Linked DNA regions of Triticum aestivum: region 2 is linked to region 1. A link is a contact called in public Hi-C data. All regions are on one chromosome and are shown on one strand. The core of a region is the stretch at or near the end of the contact, and the rest is flanking DNA. Distances in the headings are between cores, read along the strand shown.

Region 1 (3,998 bases), core at 1,265-3,764:
GGTTGAGAGCTGGTTATGAGCAAGATTTCTGCAACGGAGACATTAAAATAATTTGGTCAGATCATACCAGAAAAAAGAAATGACAAAGAAAGTCAGCTGATACATCGGCTTATCAGAGATAAGTAACTTACAAATCCTTAAGTGCGACCATTTGGGAAATAGAGTATGGTGTGGTTCCAGTGAAGTGATTTCCAGCAAGATTTCTGCAGATCAAGTTCTCTGTAAGAACTAAAAGATTGTTCCGCATATAGATAAGAGCAGCTTGAGTTGCACATAGAAGTACTACTTACAATTTCTCGAGATTTGGAGGAAGATTATAGGGAATGTCACTGCCTCCAAGATAATTATTGCTCATATCACTGCACAGAACTAAACTAGATCGAAACTTGTTTTTGGTGAGAGGGCATTGATGTTTGGGATGAGAGAGATCTCACTAACAGCTGAACTAGTGCAGTCAGTAGGTTCATATTGTAACCCAAAGTCCCGTTAAGACTCATGCCCGGTAAGTTTCTGTCAGGTATTAGGATAAATAAATATCAGATAAGAAGGATAAACAGTTGTGACTTGCAAAAACACCACATCTGAATCTCAGCTCACATTGCTGTCACTCTGGAACCCGAGCAAGTGATCCCCTGCCACAACTGCCCGCAGGGATCTCCATTTTGTGACACCCAGTTTTTCAGCTGGGGTGGGTGGTTCATTGTTGTATAGAAGACATTGAGGGCTGTCACTGCATAGGCAAATGCAGATTTTGGGAGAATCAGTAATGCTTGTGGATCGATATTTCAGATAAATGAGTAACGATGTTTTGTTCTTACTTTGGTCTTCCCAATGAAAGTATTTTTTCAACACAAAAAAGCAAAAGGAAATTATCGTTTAGTTCATTATGTAGCAATATTTCCTTTAAATTTCCTCCGACCCAAAGTGGTCGGACCCTTCCCCAGACCCTGCGCAAGCGGGAGCTACATGCACTGGGGCTGCCCTGCCCTTCCTTCTGCACATAACCAATACTTAACTCGTCTAATGGGAATGCAAATGTGGTTACTCATTCCATCGCTAATGTTGTAATAGTGTGAAGGCTAGTGATGTTATGTATGATTCAGTTCATTCCTGAGTGTTGGAATTGGCCACTAAAGATTTTGTAAACAATTATTAATTTTATATATAGTACGGCTTCCAAATAATACCAAACTTGTCTTGCTAATGTTGTAATAGTGTGAAGGATAGTGATGTTATGTATGATTTAGTTCATTCCTGCATGCTGGAATTGGTCACTAAAGATTTTGTAAACACTGATAGTTTTATATAGTACGTTTCAGAATCATACTTAACTTGTCTTACTTCCAAATTGGAAAATAATACTGTACTTAACTTGTCTGTACCATCGACGATTTCGAAGTTGACTTTTGCAAATAAGTAGTCATGTCTAACAAGGTATCCCCATTATTCTGTAACCAAATGTTCATCAAGACTAGTTTGATTCTCGAACCAAATGAAATATTAATAGAACCAAGAGCTGGGTTATTTTGGCAATCACACAAACATTTTTTTCGGACTAGCAGCTGTCTGCAACCCCGCACAAAACCAGGCATAAAAGAACAAATGAACTAATTTTTCAGAAACTCTCTGCTGAAGTCAGACATCTAGGTGGATAAAACCAAGAAATCTAGAACTTGCCACAAATTTAGCATCACCACTAGGAAAATATTATAATTAAGGAAAATTATAACTTCTGAAAACTCTGCTATTTGTTCGTCCCAAACTGCAACAACCCTAAAATTCCCACCAAGAAAGGATAAAAAAAGGCAGCAGGAACAAACGAAGAGCTAAAGAAAGTAAGAAACATCTTTACTTGGTTTGGTTAACTGACAACCAAGGAAAATGTTTATGGGATGCCAATGAACAAAGCAGAGCTCCAAATTGACCAAAAGCATAAAGCAAGGACGGGTCGAATGAGACCGTTGGGTCCATGAATCTTCCAGCTTCCTCTCCTGAGCCGAAACGCATCTTCTTAGCACAATGGTTTCCTGTTTCCATCTAAACCTAAAATTTCAGGAATCCAGGAATGGGTACCGAAAGCGGCCTATCTGCACTGAGGTGAACCGACCAAAGCAGGGGGGAAGGAGGAACCAAGAACACAGATTTTCCCCCATCCGTTGCTACTCAGTCAAGCTAAGAAATGCATTGTTTGTTGGTTTTCCGAAGTAAAATCAAACCAAAAGAAAAGAAAATTGAGTACAAGAAGTAATAATACAACTCGCTTACCATCGTTGGAGTCGGTGTTGGCATGAGCCCCCAAGGAGGCGGTGGCCAAGAACAGCAGCGCCGCTCCAATGGCCGCAGCTCCTCTCCCCCTCATCTTGGTCGTGGCCGTGGTCGTGGTCATGGCTGCCGCGTTGGTCACTGCAGCACCCGTCTGGCCGTCTGCACTCTGCAGGCAGGCTCTGAGACTGGGAACACAGCAGCACCGCTGCAACGCCCAATAACTTATGCTCCGGAAAAAGGTCTCTTTTGCGCCCACTGCTTTTGTTTACTTGGTAGTATTACTTTTTCTTTTTTCTCGGTACTGACATGTCCTTTTTTTCCCCAGTGGATTGTGTATTTGTCAGGAAGCTAGAATTAGGGAGAAGGGGGAGGGCTTTAAGAAGTGCACTTCGCACGCTGAGAAACCCCTCGGAAAGGGCAAAAACTAATTATCCCTTCACGAGCAGTGTCATCTTTTGCAGCCCTCACTTTGGGACTGAGGCAAGATTTTTGCGCAATCCGGTTGTATCAGCTTGATAAGACGACTGAACGAAGATATTGTTTTATCAAAGGAAAAGATGTTTGCGGTGCCTGTCTATAGCTTTTACCTTCTTTTCAATCGAGAATATGCAAAGTTTGCGTATCAAGAGCTCTGGCCTTCCACTGAAATGGGATTTATTGCTGAGAAACCCCTCGGAAATGACAAAAACTAATTATCCTTTCACGAGCAGCGTCACTTTTTGCAGCGACATTTTGGGAGTGAAGCAAGATTTTTTGCGCAGGCCGGTTGTATCAGCTTGATAAGATGATTGGACGAAAATATCATTTGTCAAAGGAAATAATGTTTGCGGTGTCTTTCTATGAGAATATCAAAGCTTGCATATCATTTTCATTGATAGAGCGATTTGGCCTTCCAATGAAATGGGATTTATGGCGCGTATATATTGTTTTGAATAAGTGAAATACTGAAATCCCCCAGTGAGCTGCTCGACGACGAGTGCTTACAGTGGGTTTCCCAAAGATGCGCTGAACTCGCTTTCCCCTTTCTAGTTTCCTTCTGAACCTTTGGTGAAAACGTATGTATTTCCATTATGAAAAGTAATGGAAAAGGATTATGCCTGGTTCAAAAAAAAGTGAAATACTGAAATCAAGAATGAATCCTTGTATTCAAATACCGAAAGCTTAACAATACTACAAACGAAGATTTGGGGCAAAGGGCCATTCAGAAGTTTTATACTGTATCAGGAAGATGGCCACTTGAGCTGATGCGTGTCCTTGCGGGAGAAAGTGGTATGTATGCGCAATGACACGTTGAAGAGGTGAGTGGAAGATGTTGCGGTCACTTCTTTTGTGGTGTTGCGCGTCGTGGCTCCCATGCCATGCCGCCGGGAACGTTGCCGTCCGTGCGGTCGCTTTTGCTGATTGGCAATCAATTATACTGATACAGTTGCTCGCATGCGTGTGCAGAGTGCTCCTTCATTTTTTCTGGCTGGTTTCATCATGGCCACAGTACGTAGTAACTTCCAATTCCCTGCCGTTCTCCTTGGAAAGAGGTCCAAAGGGATCCAAAGATGCTTCAGGAACAGGCACTAATTTTGATGCAGTCAGTTTTTCGAGTTGTTTATGACGCAGAAACTTCACATGAAATCAAATAATTCGTTATCTTTCTTTTCTTTTGCAGGGATGGAATGGAACCATTTGTTTGCTCTGACTTTTCCGTAAAAGTAGGCGCATGTTGTTCTCAGCGTGATTGC
Region 2 (4,132 bases), core at 1,587-4,086, 210 kb after region 1:
TGCATAGCAAGAACGCTTGGGTTATACTAAATATTATCTTGTAAAAGGTGTGGGAGATGCTATAATGTATCATGCAAGAGAGGATATCTTAAAGGCAGCAAATGCCCGCTTCTCTGTACGACGGAGGAGACGCTCTGCATCTTCCTCAGCCTCCATTTGCTCTTTAAGGTAAAGCAAATCATCACTGTCCAATGCTGAACAACATCGAAGTAAACAAGGTTAACAAGGAGCCAGCATGAATTCTTCATTAAAGAAGCATGGAATACCTCCTCGCCCATGAAGGTAGCCTCCCCGCTCACCAGCAACATCCTGCATCTGTTGGCATCAACCGCCCAGTAGAAAGCCAAAATCCCTGTCAGGGCATGTTATCAGAACATCGTAAATCAATGCCTATTGCAGGCATACTGAGTAATGGGATCAATTTTTCAAGAAGAGCGAGTAATCTCATGGCCACAAGCCCACAACTGCCAGCAAGTTAAATGCTGTCCCGAACACAACACTGATAAGAGGAGATAATGTATGCTACCTAAACCTAAGACAGCCTTGATCTTTTTCCTGATCACGTTGAATGATTTCTCACAATCCAAAGTAAATTCCCTGAATTTAAGCTCATTGGTACAAACATATCAAAGGCCTTCTGCACTTATCTATATCTGTACAAGCACAATACCATGTCAAAACTCAAACAGACCTCTTTCTTTCCATGACCCTCATTTCAAAGTATCCAATATTCGAATGTGAGAATCGATAATGTAACTTAGATTTTGATAGCTAAACTAATTTCCTAAAAATAAGATACCTACCAGGACAATGCTACTAAGTAATTATAACTCAATTTATTCACAATTTAATCAGAATTATTTTTGCAAGAGCATTCCGGTTAACCTTTGCTACCATGCGCTGGAAGGTGACATCCTCATCGTCGATCTTGTCCTTCCCCTTCCCATACTTTCTATCTGCATATGCATAACCCCAAAGGTGATGATTTGATTTAAGAAAATGTCCAATAAACCAAAAAGGAGAAGAACCACTTGTCCACACTGGGACTGGAGAATGATGAAATCACTAACCTTTAGGGTCGCTGAGGTTAGTGTACTCACGAACCTCACGTCCAGACATGTGTGAGAGCTCGGCTGGCCCTATTTATATTCAGATCCAACATTAGGTACGATTTTTCGAACCGAGAAGTGTAAAAGTTTGAACAGAGTTTTTTGAAAAAACAATAATTCATATAGGAAAAACAATAAAGAACCCTTCAAAGAGAAATAGTATGACTCAACTGGGTCAACCAATTGGTAGTTTCACTCAAGAAATGAATTGGTAGTTGAGCTCTTACCGTCTCAAACTACCGTCCAAACACAAATGGTGTTAACTTGCCATGGCCGGCAGTTTCTAAATTAGCAATCATGTGACTTTGTTGTCAGAAAGTACTTTTTCTACAAGACAACTTGACATCTCACTACATGGCAATTGAATGTGCTATACTGTACAACATTTGCAATCTGGACACGTGACAGATAATTTCTAACAACTATTTAAGATGGACCCAGTATCCAGTATTGGATCCATCTCCTATGCTCATTCTCTGAGCTCTTACAGTAAAGCACATTCAAATGAGCTATGTTTTTAAAGCGTCCCTAAGGCGACGCCTAGGCGACGCCTAGGCGTCGAAGCGCTCCCCCTCCGCTTTGGAAAATCGACCGCTTTGGGCGCCTAGGCGTCCAAAGCGCCCGCCTAGGCGTCGCCTAGGCGCCAAAGCGCCCCCCCCTCCCTAAGGCGGTAAGGCGTCGCCTTAAAAACATAGCAAATGAGCATAGGAGATGGATCCAATATTCACTCCTGATACAGTGATTTCAGCTCATAAAAAGCAGAATAATTTGGCAGGAGATAATATATGCAAGTGTTTGAGGAATTTGTTGCAGCTGTGGGCGAGCCTGGGACATGTGATCAAGATGCAGTTTCAGGTGTGGCTGACATGACAGATGCAATGCAAGGTGCAAACAGGAGATAGTGCTGCAGCAAAATCAGCATCAAGGTTGATGAAGGAATCCCCAAATTGAAGCAGTCATGCAGAGGCAGACTTGATGTGAGGCTTGGGGTTTGGGGAGGGTACCCTTAACTCAAAATTCATCCGATAAGCAAGTAAATGGGCCAACGATTTGAGTAGTCCTATCCTAAAGAAATACGATGCTTTGCCCTCTCGGTCATCAATTAGAGACAAAAAAGGAGAAATAACTAGCAGCTCAATCAGATCTGAGGCTTGCTCTTCCCTAGCTCTAGCCTCTAGGTCATCAATCTGTTAACTAAGCATGTAATACTACTGCCACCAATGTAGCACAATGATTTTCTTCAGACCTTTTTTGTTTCAAATAACTTGCTTCTACTTGCTGGGTGCCACCCTGCCAACTCCCAATGATGACAAGCAGGGCACTCCAATTTAATAACCAATTGTAATGCGTGAGCTGGAGGAGCCAATGGATATTCAACCCTAGCTGCTAAGGCAAATTGGGTCGGTAGATAATACATGAGATAATGAGAGGACGAAATAACAGAGTCAATACGCAATATATACGCAATAACAGGCTACTCTTAAGTCTTAACCCTAGGTTGGGCAGGGGCAGTGGACGCGCGCGCATCCACACGCGAAGGGAGGGCGACGGCCGACGGAGAAACCGAGGAAGGCGAGGCCTACCTCAATCTGATGCGGTGCGTCGGAGAGAGGTGGGCGTTGCGGCGGCGGAGGAGTCCAACTTGCGGCGGACCGGGCAGAGCGTGTCGCCGTGTCGCTCGGGAGGAAGAGGGACGCCGCTGACCGCTTGGCACGGAGAGAGAGGGAGGAGAGGAAAATAAAAGATGCTCCTAGGAAAATTACTTCCAAACGGATCGAGAGCCCAACAGCCCCTAAGGTTGGAAATCGGCCCGCAACGCTGATCGTTTCCTCTGGACGGCCCATTAGCTCTCGGCCATTCCTACGTTTTTTTCACCGGTTCGCCTCGTTGACTCGTACGGATCGTTTCCTCTAGATAGCGGCGGCGGCGCCCCCTCCCCATCCGGCGTTTCTCTCCCTTCCCCTAAAAACTCCGTCGATCCCTCCGGCGAAGTCCTCTCCCGCTTTCCTACATCCGGTCTCCTCTGACCACCCTTGTGCTGGACATCCTACTCCAAAAAAAAAGGCGGTCAGATGCGCCCCTGCTTCGCATGAAGCAATCCAGTACTCCGAATGCCCCTCTGCCAACGGTGCTGCTGACCACGGCGCTTTGTAACGCCCCATTCCAATTTGGTTGCAGGATTTGAAAAAATAGTCACTCCATCACCAGGTATGTACTTACTACAGAAAATATATAGTCAACTTCTCCATCACCAGCTTCAGCAATGTTTTGGTTTTATTTCTTTCATCCTATGTTCGCTTTCGCTAAAATTGGGCGTTCACTTATTTGCGCCGCTCCAAATGGGCTGTTGCAACTTCCAAGGAATTCAAACTTGGTCCTGTTCTCTCCTCCAGCGCACCAGCTTCTCTAGGAACTCTTTCACCTGAGAACAATTAAAATTATTTAGCATTCAATTTGTTGGATACAGCTAAAAAGATTGCATGCATACTCGTGAGCCTAGATTCATTACCTCACTGGGGTTCTTTAGAGAGTACTCAGCTGCAGTCCTCTTGCGCCACTTGCAGACGCGGATCCCAAATCCACCCTCCTCAGAAAGCACCTGAATGCAACAAAGTAGATTTTTTTTCTTCTTCCAAATGAAGCTTTAAATCCATTAGGTCTCACTGTTCAGATGATGTTCTGAAGTTTTTTACCTTAAAAGCGTCTTCATCGGTCTTATCATCACCAATATAGATTGGTAAGATCCGAGAGCTGTCCCAGCTATGTTTGTTGGTGAGCTGCTGGAGGAGATACTTGACGGCGTCTCCCTTGTCGAATTTCGCCCCTGGACGAACCTCTCGAACCTATAGAAAATGTTATAACATTCAAACCTGATTAAATATTCAAAGAAACTGAATAAATACACAACATTTAGGACTAAGGTAATACAAAACTACAAGTATAGGGATTTTAACTAATACCCGCCAGTCTAGGACTAAGTATAGTAACAAAAAAGCACACAACTGCTCCAATTGGCCACTTAA

The links. Hi-C and Micro-C count contacts between places; a contact is called where the count stands out from the background.
Region 2: a contact with region 1 is called in a Hi-C map of leaf, with 3 times the contacts expected there. The contact joins the promoter of LOC123187935 here to the promoter of LOC123187932 in region 1. A contact is called at or near these places in 3 of 5 Hi-C or Micro-C datasets (all in leaf).

Annotation. Positions count from the first base shown.
Region 1 is chr2A:123,726,157-123,730,154 of IWGSC CS RefSeq v2.1, forward strand. LOC123187932 (folate synthesis bifunctional protein, mitochondrial) reads right to left here and starts at 2,515. Exons shown (of 17, transcript XM_044599934.1): 1 at 2,266-2,515; 2 at 598-730; 3 at 439-510; 4 at 291-359; 5 at 132-203; 6 at 1-28. The coding sequence starts at 2,386.
Region 2 is chr2A:123,936,289-123,940,420 of IWGSC CS RefSeq v2.1, forward strand. LOC123187935 reads right to left here and starts at 2,837. Exons shown (of 7, transcript XM_044599942.1): 1 at 2,693-2,837; 2 at 1,071-1,139; 3 at 886-956; 4 at 267-352; 5 at 88-194. The coding sequence starts at 315. It overlaps LOC123191582 (probable trehalose-phosphate phosphatase 5), which reads right to left. Exons shown (of 15, transcript XM_044604259.1): 13 at 3,803-3,952; 14 at 3,619-3,708; 15 at 3,475-3,531. The coding sequence ends at 3,475.